Regions from separate parts of the Zea mays genome. Here region 1 is linked to region 2. Evidence: chromatin contacts called from public Hi-C data. All regions are on one chromosome and are shown on one strand. The core of a region is the stretch at or near the end of the contact, and the rest is flanking DNA. Distances in the headings are between cores, read along the strand shown. Region 1 holds the start of LOC103637669 (protein ARABIDILLO 1). Region 2 has its middle 55 kb from the start of LOC100284853.

Evidence for each region. A called contact is a pair of places that touch in the nucleus more often than the background predicts.
Region 1: a Hi-C map of ear shows a contact between it and region 2, with 2.4 times the contacts expected there. The contact joins the promoter of LOC103637669 here to the enhancer-like site in region 2. A contact is called at or near these places in 2 of 25 Hi-C or Micro-C datasets (ear and tassel).

What each region holds. Positions count from the first base shown.
Region 1 is chr1:94,778,027-94,784,312 of Zm-B73-REFERENCE-NAM-5.0, forward strand. LOC103637669 (protein ARABIDILLO 1) reads left to right here and starts at 2,675. Exons shown (of 12, transcript XM_008660227.3): 1 at 2,675-4,437; 2 at 4,525-4,683; 3 at 4,764-4,844; 4 at 4,934-5,065. The coding sequence starts at 3,076.
Region 2 is chr1:94,611,130-94,618,011 of Zm-B73-REFERENCE-NAM-5.0, forward strand. No RefSeq gene overlaps it. Among protein-coding and RNA genes, the nearest start is that of LOC100284853, 55 kb to the left of the region's middle. Within about 2 kb of position 4,167, at least 17 of the 20 cell types and tissues checked have an H3K27ac peak or open chromatin away from gene starts, as enhancers often do. A contact at or near this core is called in ear and tassel, where this site is marked.

The sequences.
Region 1 (6,286 bases), core at 1,425-3,924, 170 kb after region 2:
TAGCAGAAAAGGGGAACCGACTTAAAAGGGAAAATGCTATTTAGACCTCGATGGATCATTATAGAGTTACTAGCAGATGTAAAGGGCATGGGTGTAATTTTACATGGGCTGTGTCCCGTGCCTATAAATAGATGAACAGTGCTCCCGTACTGTTCACGCTGACTTGGCATTGGCTTTTGCGTCACGCTTGTACCCTTACCTTCTTTCGAGCCAAAGGTACATTTGTAACTTGATATCATTTATATTTTCCCATAATAATAAAATAGAAATGAGTTGATAATAATACATAATTGTTCATGTTATCTTTTATATTTCATATGATTCTCTCTTCATTATTATGTGCTGCACTTATGAAGGTATGTCCTTCATAACCTTCGTCCGAAAATCATTATATCCCAAGGAAAATAATGCTTCGAAGGACGAAGGACTTTAATGTTTAACATTTTTGTGTTGCCTTGTTTTTAATTCGAAGCATTTGAGAACAAGTCCCCAACACGAACATTATCGAGTTCAGATCAGATTCGGATCGAATACAGATATTATTGAGTTGTGTCGGATAAAATCAGAATGGATATCGACATATTAAATACTCCCTTTGTTCCAAAATAGTATTCGTTTTTAGGACTAGTGAGGCAACTAGAGTGGGGTGAATGGGAGCCACTAAAATATCTCGACTTGCGAGCACGTGACTTTGGTCCCAAAGTTCAACCCGGAAACCCTCTAGGGACTCAAAGCACCAGATCAGAGTACAATGCAAACCAGCGTCGTTTGTATGCAACAAAAACCTTAAAACTGCAGACCTAACTTTCTGGAAAAAACAGAGTCAAAATCAGCAGGAAATTAGAGCGGCAATGTCAGCCTCCGGTAGTGCAGGGCACTGAAAAATGCCTAGAACGATCTCAAACTTCATATATAGTTTGCGTAGGGTAGAAGATGGTTACTGGTGAAGTATGAACCTGAACAAATCAAAAATCAAAGAGCAGATCAGAAAACCCAAGAGATATGGGGTCTTGTTGGGGGTTTCTCAAAACGAATTCAAATGAGAATAAACTCAGATCACGGTCAAGAACTGCACCATGAGGGCATACACAGTGATCCAAAGAGTCTATCTCCACCAAAATCAATCTCCAACAGTACCCATGTCACAAGAAATCGAAGGTTCTCTATAAATTCACAAGAGAAGGGAAAGGGAGAAACTAAGAACACAAAACTTCAGAATTTCAGCAAGGAAGTGACCAAAACATGTAGGCTGTACCGACGACTCTTGTCGGATTAAACTCGAAGAACGCAAACACAGTCGACAGTTACAAAATCGTTGTGGATCCTTGGCTAAAATTAGAGCAGTCTAGAGATGGAAAATATGAGAGCTAGAACCCTAAGCCAAAACAATTGGTGACCAAGTAATTCTAGACTAACCAACCCTCCCCTCTATTTATAGAGGATTATTTCTATTTCCTAAACTACCACTATTTACATAGAGACTATCCACTCCGCCAGGGGCAAAATAGACCAACTCATAGGTTTTCGAGGACGTGAAGGACGACAACGACTGCATGACACTGCTCGACGCATTTGTCTATATCGGGATGACTTCCCCTGTCCTGTGCGTCTAGTGATAGTCCCATGACCTATAACAACAGTAGATCTTGATTTTATGGAGTCGAAAATTTTATTGTTAGTGTAGCATTATTATAATTCTATGTAGAGATTCCTGTTAGGCCTTGTTTGTTTCGTTGGAATTGAATTCCATTTTAATAATTATAATTTAGACAAAACTAATTAAGTTCATATATTTATATATGTAATATATTTGCATATTATCCTAAATCATATGAGAGAGATAATTATATAATACATTTATGTTGTAGCAAAGCAAGTAAAAGAGTCTGTTATAAGTTGTACATCGGAAAAATAACATGTAAATCTATAGAATCAATTTCCATCTCTCACCCATGAATTTAAGATAACCTTATATAATAACTTTGGAAAGTGGTGAAATATCACGTTCTAAAAAAATAGCCTATTCCATTAGTAAGATTCCAATTCCTACAAATGAAAGAAAACAAACGGGACCTAACAAAGACAAAGATAAAAAAAATCTATTTCTCTGCAAATATCTCTGCAAGTGTTTGTAGGGATCTACAAGAAATATTTTAATCACAGAGACAAAAATAAAAATCTATTTCTCGACAAACAATTCTCGGTTGCTATTCCTAGTTGTAGCAAAAGGGAGGAGACGTAAACGCTAAAGCCGACGGGTGAGCGTCTCAGGGTGTGTTTGGTTTGGCTTTTGGCTTTGGCTTTTGCCCCCTAAAAGCCAAAAGCCAAACCAAAGGGCTGGATCCAGAAAACAGCTTTTTCTAAAAGCTGACTTTCTCGCAGTGCAAAACTGAAAGCACCCTTGGACCTGCTTTTAGTGGCTTTTGGATGGAACTGTGAAAACATATATTTAAGAACTTTTAACGGCTTTTAGTGGTTTCCACCAAACGGTTTTTAGCTTTTTAACAGCTCACAGCCCACAGCAGCTTTTTCCACAGCTCACAGGCCACAGTAGCTTTTTTCACAGCCACAACCCAACCAAACATACCCTCAGTGAGGCGTTGGAGAGCGTCGGAGGGCTGAGCCCCCTACGCTTGCCATTGCCGGCAGGCGTATTTGGACTGGAGCTCGGAGTACGCATACGCAGGTGCATATACGCATACGCCATATATAATGTCCGAACCCACTTCCACCTCGTCCTGACCTCCCATCCTTTCTCTTAGCAGGAGGTGAGGAAAGGGGACGGAAGCACGCAGACCGGGTCGGATCCACCGGCCCGCGGAACGGATCGAGGCCACCGGCATCCTCGGCTCGCGTCGCGTCGCGGCGCCGAGCTCGAAATCCCCGGATCGGTGCAGCTGCCCCCTGCCGCCGCCCGATAACGCGGCGGGAGGGTGGTGGCCTGTCGATCTCGCGGCGGGAGCTGGTTAACTACCTGCCAATTTGTGGATTTGTGTGCGTGCTTGATTTTGGTGCGTGTGTGGTGGTGTTGAGTCGCCGGCGTGGGGTGTCGGAGCTAGGGTTTGGGCGTTCAGGATGACGCGCCGGGTGCGGCGGCGGACATGCAGGGAACGGGAGGGTAAGGTGGTGCGGGGCGCATCGCGTGTTGTTTCGGCTGGGCCGGAAGGCGAGGAGGATGCGGCGGCGGTGGAGGTGGACTGGAGGGCGCTGCCGGACGACACGGTGCTGCAGCTCTTTGCGCGGCTGAACTACCGCGACCGCGCCAGCATGGCGTCAGCGTGCCGGGCTTGGCGAGCGCTGGGCTCGTCACCCTGCTTGTGGAGGACGCTCGACCTCCGCGCACATCGCTATGACAGGGAGGTGGCGTCGTCGCTTGCCTCGCGGTGCGGGAGCCTGCGTCGGATACGCTTGCGCGGCCACGAGGCGGCAGAGGCCGTCCTGGGCCTCCGTGCGCGTGGTCTTCGCGAGGTGGTGGCCGATGGCTGCCGCGGCCTCACAGATGCCACGCTCGCTGTCCTCGCCGCGCGGCACGAGGACCTCCAGAGCCTCCAGATCGGGCCCGATCCTCTCGAGCGCATCTCTAGCGACGCCCTCCGCCACGTCGCGCTTTGTTGCTCGCAGCTCTGCCGCCTTCGCCTCTCGGGTCTCCGTGAAGTTGACGCGGAGGCCGTCGGAGCGCTCGCCCGGTGCTGCCCCCTCCTCGAGGATGTGGCTTTCCTCGATTGTGGCACCGTGGATGAGGCCGCCCTTGCTGGTATCCACTCTGTCCGATTCCTCTCTGTAGCAGGATGCCGGAACCTGAAATGGGCTACTGCATCCACCTGCTGGACCCAGCTTCCCTCCCTCATTGCCCTTGACGTCTCCCGCACTGATGTTCCGCCAAGTGCTGTTTCACGCCTCATTTCCCATGCCAAAACCCTCAAGCTAATATGCACGCTGAACTGCATTTCTGTTGAGGAGGAACAGCTTCACAATCCTGCTGTATTTAGTAACTCTAAGGGCAAGGTCGTGCTAACGATTAACAGCGATATCTTCAAATCTTTTGAGACCATGTTTCCAGTTGTGGATGTGAAAGAGCATGAGTTTTTCAATCAATGTAACTGGAGTCACAAAGACAAGATACCTGGTGATACGATGACATGGCTCGAATGGATCCTGTCACAGTCACTTCTCCGAATTGCAGAGTCCAACCCACAAGGCATGGATGGTTTCTGGCTGCAGAAGGGCACTACACTGCTGCTTAGACTGTTGAAGAGTTTACAGGAGGATGTGCAGGAGCGGGCAGCTACGTCGCTTGCTACGTTTGTAGTTATGGATGATGAGAGTGCAAATGTGGATCCTGCAAGGTCGGAGGCAGTGATGCAGAATGGGGGCATTCGAATGTTGCTGGACCTTGCAAGGTGCTCAAGGGAGAGCGCACAATCTGAAGCAGCAAAAGTAATAAATTGTTCCTCTCTTCCCTTCGTATTTAGTGTTCTTGCTTGCATTTACCATCTTCTCACATTAGTTAATGTCACCATGCAGGCTATTGCCAACTTGTCAGTGAATACCAAGGTTGCCAAGGCAGTTGCAGATGAAGGCGGCATTACAATACTCATTAATTTAGCCAAGTCGATGAATAGGCTTGTTGCCGAAGAAGCTGCTGGTGGCCTTTGGAATCTCTCTGTAGGCGAGGACCACAAGGTTGTTATTCTTTGGATGCTGCATTGTATAACTTGTTATTGGGGTAATTTTGTAATAATTCATTGGTTGCACTTCTTCAGGCGGCTATTGCAGTATCTGGTGGCATTAAGGCCCTGGTCGATCTAATATTTCGTTGGCCTGCTGGAACTGATGGAGTTCTTGTATGAAGCCTTTAATTCTCATATTTCCAATCTAACTAAGGTTCTGTACCAACTAGTATCTATATATGTTGCTATTCATTTTTCTTTAGGAACGTGCTGCTGGCGCGCTTGCAAACCTGGCTGCTGATGACAAGTGTAGCTTGGAAGTTGCAAAGGCTGGTGGTGTCCATGCTTTGGTTACACTTGCTAGATCATGTAAACTTGATGGTGTCCTAGAACAGGTAAACATCACATGGCACCTTCATGCTTTTTTTTCCCTGTAAACAACCAGTATTCATTTATCATAGGTGTTTTGGTACTGCTAGTGATATGAGTTCCATGAAACTAACATGATGTGATAAATGCCAATCATGACAAGGAGCATGCAAGCTCTCATCTTCAGTTCATCCTTCATACCTACATACCTATGCATCTGGACATGTTACATGTACCATCCGCATCATATTGCTTAGGCATCAATCTTTGTTGTACCATATAAAAAATAAACTGCTCATGAGATAGATGTCTCATTAAACACAAATCACTAGCAAAAACTTGTGAGTTATCATTTCCAATGTTTCATAAGTATATGCCTTGACACATGTCAATGACTTATTGCTCGCCTATAGATTTTTTTTTGTACGCCATAGGTCTCAAATTGGGTCATATAATGTATTTATCAGGATTTGTGAAGGTTTAGCATATTTTTTCTTACTTGATATACTGTCTACTTTTGATATGGCTGAGTCAGAATAGGAACAGAGGAGGCAAGTGCCCTCCTCGTCTCCCTTGTGGTGGTGAGATGAGAAACTTCTTGCTTGCTTTATTCATTCTTTCCCTGGCATTATATAGCCAAGGCTGCCTAATACATCCTCTTACAAACACTAACAATCTCCTGATAAGATCTAACAAACACTAACAACCTCCTGATAAGATCTAGCAAACACTAACAACATCCTGATAAGATAAGGGAAATCAAAACTACTAACTAACTGCGAAAGGGCCTCTAGCCGAGTTGGTTAGGTGGTCTGAGTAGCATTCCTCAGGTTCTGGGTTTGACTCCCATGGGAGCGAATTTCAGGCTGTGGTTAAAAAAATCCTCATGGTTCCACGCCAAAGCACAGGTCTAAGGCTCGTTCGCGGTCGTTTCTCACATGGGCTACGATGCCGCTGTGTATGGGTGGGGCGGGGGTTCGGGGGTTTTCTCGACCTGCATGAGAAAGTCTTCTTAGTATAATGCCTGTGGGCTGTCTTACCCCCCGCAGGTCGAGTTTTTTTTAAAAACTATTAACTGACTCACACCCTGACGCTGCAAAGCAAGGCAACAGACTATTCTGTTTGTGATCTAGCCACTTTCAATTGTAGGGCCTGTTTGGTTCGTGGCTAACTATGCCACACTTTGCCTAAGGTTAGTCGTTCGAATTGAAGAACTAACCTTAGGCAGAAAAGTTAGGCAAAGTGTG
Region 2 (6,882 bases), core at 2,917-5,416:
CTTTGGAACGACTTTTGAGCAGAAAACTTACGCTGCGTTCCCTTAAGAACGACTTTTGTTGCTTCGACAAAAACTTGCAGTGCATTCCTTCGTCAAGACCTTTAGAGCTTCGTCGATGTTTGAAGAAGGTATATTCATTATGATAATGACGAAGCAATTACAAGAAATTGAAAACAACAAAAGAACTAAGTTTTCAATGATTGCTCTTTATTGTAAAGGTAAATGATAACAAATGTAAAAGATGTTTCAGAGGTAGGATATATCTTAGTAGATGTGCTTCGATTCTGGCACAATACTGTTGAGGTAGGATATATCTAAGCTCTGCATCCCCTTGGGGATAAGTGGGTTGCATTGGTGGTGGAGGTGGGGCTGTTGCCAAGATGCCTGAGGTTGGCTTGCCGAAGCAACAGAAACTGCAGGATTGTTACCCACATACTCTGGAATGTATGGTGAGTGGTACGAAGCAGTATGCATAACCTGCTTCGGCTGGCTCTGTTGGGCTACAGCTTCTGCTATCTCTTTCTGTTTTTGAATGGTAACATGGCACATCCTGGTAGTATGGCCTTTGTCCTCACCGCAGAATAGACAGTAAATTTTCCTGGGCTGATCCCCAAACCTTCCTTCGAAGCCCCTGGCGCCTCTGCCCCTTGGAGCTGGGGGCCGAGGATAGTTTTGTTGCTGCCCCGAAGCCTAGTTGGAATAATGCGGTCTTTGTTGCTGACTTCCCCTATCGTCAGTCTGAGTAGAATGGATAGATCTGACATGCCTAGGGTGGATTCTCCCTCCGAAGCCCCTGGTCATTTCGGAGAACCTGTAAGCTTCCTCCCTTCTTTGTCGAAAGTCATTATCTGCTCGGATATATTCATCCATCTTCTGAAGCAGTTTCTCCAAGGTCTGAGGGGGTTTCCTGGCAAAGTATTGGGCTGTAGGTCCTGGCCGAAGCCCCTTAATCATGACCTCAATAACAATTTCGTTAGGCATTGTTGGCACCTATGCCCTCAGTCGTAAGAACCTTCAGACATACGCCTGAAGGTATTGTTCATGATCCTGAGTGCACTGGAACAAAGCTTGAGCAGTGACCGGCTTCGTCTGAAACCCTTGAAAGCTGGTGATGAGAATGTCTTTCAGCTTTTGCCATGATGTGATTGTTCCTGGCCGAAGAGAAGAGTACCAGGTCTGTGCAACATTTTTGACTGCCATGACGAAGGACTTCGCCATGACTGCAGTATTGCCACCATATGAAGATATGGTTGCTTCGTAGCTCATCAGAAATTGCTTCGGATCTGAGTGTCCGTCATACATTGGGAGCTGAGGTGGTTTGTAAGACGGGGGCCAAGGTGTAGCCTGCAGTTCTGCTGACAGAGGAGAAGCATCATCAAAAGAAAAATTTCCATGATGGAAATCCTCATACCAGTCATCCTCGTTGACGAAGCCCTCTTGGTGAAGCTCTCTATACTGGGGCCTCCGGTTCTGCTCATCTTGCGTAAGATGACAAACTTCTTCAGAGGCTTCGTCTATCTGCCTTTGTAGGTCAGCTAGCCGGGCCATCTTTTCTTTCTTCCTTTGCACTTGTTGATGCAGCATTTCCATGTTCCTGATTTCTTGGTCCAAATCGTCCTCCTGAGGCGTTGGACTGGTGGCCTTCCTCTTCTGGCTTCGGGCTTCCCGAAGAGAAAGGGTCTCCTGGTTCGGGTCCAGCAGCTGCAGAGCAGCAACCCCTGTTGCTGAAGCTTTCTTTGGCGGTATGACGAAGGTCGATGCTTGCCGAAGGTGGTCAAAAAGGGTTCACCGGAGGTGGGCGCCAATGTTGGGGACTTGTTTTCAAATGCTATGAATTAAGAACAAGGCAACACAAAAGGAGGTTAAATGATTAATGTCCTTCGACCTTCGAAGCATTATTTCCCTTGGGATATAACGATCTTCGGACGAAGGTCATGAAGGACATACCTTCATCATTATGACATATGATAGTGAAAATGAGAAACACATGAAATACGAAAGATAGCATGAACATTTATATATCATTATCAGCTCATTTCTATTTTATTAACATGGAAAAATAGAAATGACATTAAGTTACAAGTGTACCTTCGGCTTGAAAGAAAGCAAAGTACAAGCGTGACGCAAAAGCAAATGCCAAGTCAGCGCGAACAGTACGGGAGCACTGTTCATCTATTTGTAGGCACGGGATACAGCCCATGTAAAATTACACCCATGCCCTTTACATTTGCTAATAACTCTATAGTAATCCATCGGGGTCTAAATAGCATTTTCCCCTTTAGGTCGGTTTCCTTTTCTGCTATCACGCCGAAGCTCTCCTGCGAACAGCTTCGGCTCTGCGCCATCCTTCGTATTCTTTGTGCTTCTTCACACTATGGTTTTGACCTAAGTCCGAAGGTACCTGTTCATGTATCATACTCCAAAAACATTGTTAAATCATGTTTTTGAGGACCTTCGGAAGCCAAAGGCCCCCAACAGGCAGTATGGGAGTGGTCAGTGTAGGGAGGTCCTTGGGTTGATTTTGCTGCGATGGCGGTCAGGCTAGGAATCTCTGCATTGGAGCTTCCTAGAACTGTAGTGGGTTTTCTGAAACTAGTGGAACTTTGTACAGGCCTCGTAGTGTTACCCTGCCTCGCTTCCTTGGTAGAGGTGTATGTGAGTCGCGATCCCTTGGTAGATGGGTAACATGACTTGTGGGTAAAGATGCACAACCTCTGCAGAGTGTAAAACTGGTATATCAGCTGTGCTCACGGTCATGAGCGGCTCGGACACTCACATGATTAATTTATGGAATTAAATTCAATTTTTCATTTGCATCGCATTATGGTTTATTATCAATTTTGATATATTATTACTATGGTTTGGTATTTACTTACATTTAGTAACTGCTAATAAAATTTGACCAACTTATTAAAAACAATGCTCAGCTTTAACCATTATTTGTTGGTCAGCCTTACACTTCACATGAACCCCCACCTTTGGTTAGTTCATGCACATTATTGCCCACAACTTGTTGAGCTATGATCTTTTGTGAGCTCACTCTTGCGATATATAACCCCCCTCACAGGTGAAGAGCAGATGGTCCAAGAGGAGTCCTATAATGAGGAGTACGAGTTGATCTAGATGCGTATCCCAGTCAGCTTGATGGCGCGAAGGAATAATATTTAGTTCGTTTTATTGTTATCATTTATTTCTGTAAGACTTCCTCCATGTAATAATGATACTTGTGACATTTATCTCTATACACTTTGTCATTATATGTGATGTTCTTCTTTGGCGCACATATGAGACACACCCGACTTTATCCCTTAAATTCAGGTGTGACAGGGTGCATGTTAACGTTGGTTCTGCTATTGTTGCAGTTGCTGAACTGAGGCAGTGAGATTTTACAAAAAACTATATCTAGGTTGCGATGAACTGCTCCATCGTAGGGTTCGAGGGTGGTGGTAGCAACTCCTGTCCTGAGTGCTGACCTTGATTCCGATCTTGGTTTTGTCCCCTAGTGTTCACCATCTGGATGGTTAGAAAATGAGGTCTTAGATGAAAAATAACTTGATAAGAAATTTAAGGGATTAACTTTGAATGCATCGCGTTGAGTTCAATATTATAAATGCCCTTATGACCATCATTCTACAATCCAACACACTCAATCAAAGATTCAACTCAACTATTTATTCCAGCATCAAAACTGTAACACCCAAATTTAGTGGAAAAATAAGAAAGGAGTTATAAGTATTATGTGTGATGTCCTCTCATCTATTTAACATAAGGGTCCTCATGCTTAAATGATTAAGTGATTTATAAACCATAATTAAAATAAATGTATGCATCTCATGCTATTTTCTTTTGGGTTGTGCATTTAATTGGTGGTGTACAAATCCAACTTAGATTTAGGATTTACTTCAAATCACACTTAGAAGTTGAAATTTGAAAGGAATATGGCTAGGAAAAGAAAAGGGAAACAACAGATTAAAAGAAAAAGGAAATAAATCACGACCTAGGTCGTTTCCCATGCCTCAGTCCAACCGGAATTCGCAATCCCAAACCGGCCCACTACCCCCGCCAGCCACCCGCTCCGTTATCCGCTTGAATCACTGGTGCATGGGCCCGCTCGGACAAAGCCATCCTCGCGCGCGCTACCTTGCTCCATCGCTGTCGTTGGGCCCACACGACAGTCTCTCACCGCGTAGCTAGTCGCAGGCCGAAGAGATAATATTAAACAATACCGCTTGCGTCACGCTGACGCAAGTGCTGGCATTAGCACGTGCGGACGTAATGCGGGGCCTGTTGGTCACTTGTTCCCGATTGCTATGTACAATAAAAAACAAGGCAACACAATGTTAAAAGGATAATCAATCTTCGTCCTTAAGCAGTCATCCCATCAGAACAACTTCTTCGAAGACGAAGGTTGAGACTTAACCGGACAAGCCATGACTTAATTGCATAAATAGGTAAAGCATGTAAAAGAATGTTTGTATAACGACTCGTCTCAGATGTATTAATATCGTATTTCTCTTCTTTTGCATAATGAATTTACAATCGTACCTTCGGCTCTACAGAATGAATTAGAGCGAAGGTGCAGAGAAAAGATTACACACAGCAATAGTCCGACCCTTCAAAAGGTACTTTATGTAGAGCATTGTTCATCTATTTATAGAGAATCATACGACTTCGTACAAAATTACATTTACACCCACAAAGATTACACACAAGATTTAAAAATAATATAAGGGCGATATTCTCTTTTGCTTTCAGCATTTATGATGACTCCTCTTTGCATTGTCTCCCTGTGTTGCTATGACAAAGGTAGCTTCGTTGCCCCTCCAATGTTCTGCATCGAAGGTGTTCTGGTGCCGAAGCTCCTGCAATACTTAGTAACCAGTGGTTGAACGTGTTTTTGAGGACCTTCAAAAGACGAAGGCGCCCAACATGGCTGTGTTGCCAGACTTCCTCCGCCATCCCGTGGCCGATCTCCTCGCGAGTCGGGCAGTTCACCATGGCGGTTGTGATCCTAAGAATTATGTTACGATTCGGTGGGGCCCGCTCTTCCTATCTACCCCTATAAAAGTCGGACCGCGAGTGTATCATCTCACCATAGCCTAGAGCCATCGACGGAAGGAGAGAGTCAGCAGGGGTAGAAGGAGACGCCACCGCCGTCGCTCTTTGTCCTCGACATTGATCAAATCCCAAGAGCACGTTCCAGGGGATTGTCGAAGCGGGAGGGACTTGTACACATAAGACCCACGATGTGCGGAGTCGTGAGGCAAGCGGAATTCCTCGTCGGTGTTGGGCCGCACGACGGACCCACTCTGCGTCGTGGCCAACATCCACCGCAAGGATGAAAGTGGTAATCCGAACTGTTAGAACAAATTTAATATTTTTAAATAGATATGTATAAGATTTGATGTTGATCTTTTCTTATGTTATCAAGCACATTAGTACAAATATGAATAAAATATTACATAAAATGTTTAGGTATTATTTGGTCCCTAGAACACAAATAGTTGAAAAAATTACCGAATTTGTTTTCGAATTTATACCGAAGTTTATATCTATTATTTAAGAAAATATATGATGAATTTAAAGTTTACCTTTTATGAATCTTTACAAGCTCGATGTTAAAAACAAGAATACAAATTTGTATTCAGGGGCGGACCGAGAGGGGGGCAAAGTGGGCCATGGCCCCCCCTCAATTTTCTCTCTCTCTTATATATCTAATATTCATTTAGTATTAGTATAGAGAAAAATTAAATTTTTAGGTTGGTTAAAATTTTCTGTTTGTATAAGTATAACACTGTCTCCAGCAGATAGTGTAAAATAGGGGAAACGGAATTGTAGATGATACTGTTTGTAGAGTAAGGTTTAAAATAGAGGATAAGATAGGGAATCTAATAGAGATAGCCTAGAGTTTCAATAGTAGAATGAGATGATATTAGACTGGTGTTATGTTGTTATTGAAATTTTAGAACATGAACCTTGATCCATATCAACCTGAGATCATCGGCCATTAGACTCAACATATCAAATTCATAATATTCCCGTCCCTTAGATGTATACATCCCTTTTTAAAGTGTCGACCAACGATCCATGACCCTGCTCCTCAATCCAATCGATCCAGGAACATTTTGACTATGGCCCAGTCCCATTCTTATCGACACTGCCTGATCCAGTCCGCTTCGAGACATGTCGTGATACTCCCCCGCCTCGCTTGTCATCCTCATGACGCTAGCTAGCTCGGCATGTCCGATTTCGTTCGTCGCGATGATGTGACCCGTCCTTGGAGGTCAACGAGCTTGTCGAACTAACGAGCCCTATCTCTCAACTAGAAACGTCCCTTGACCTACCCCTTTCTCAGCACACCTACCCATCAAAGAGATCAATATTCGATAAGGTACACCCAATTTTTATTAGGCTAGTAAGAACTTAACAGTATGTTTACTTCTTTTATTTATTTATTTCTTTGAAATTATATCGTGTATTGATATAAAACTTGAATTCAATGCAACTCTGTTTTTTTACAATCTTTTGCTTGATTTGTCATGTGGTTTTTTGGCCTCCCATGGATTCTCGTCCTGCGTCCGCCACTGTTTGTATTGTAGATTTTATATCCTATTTATTCGCAATAAAAAAAACGACTAAAAAACTGATTACCAAATAAATACCGTTTCCGACCGTTTTCATCTCTATCCACCGTCACGTCGACCACCGGTTTGTTGCCTCTCTGATGTTCTCTAAAACCTCCGCATCGCGTAGCAGGTGCTAGGGGGAGGTAGCCACCAGAGTAACTGGGGCGCTGCACGTCGGTGATGCCCTACCATGGGTTGTGCGCACGTCGCACGGTCTGCAGCCAGCGTGGGGAAGAGGATGACTGGTGACCGTTGA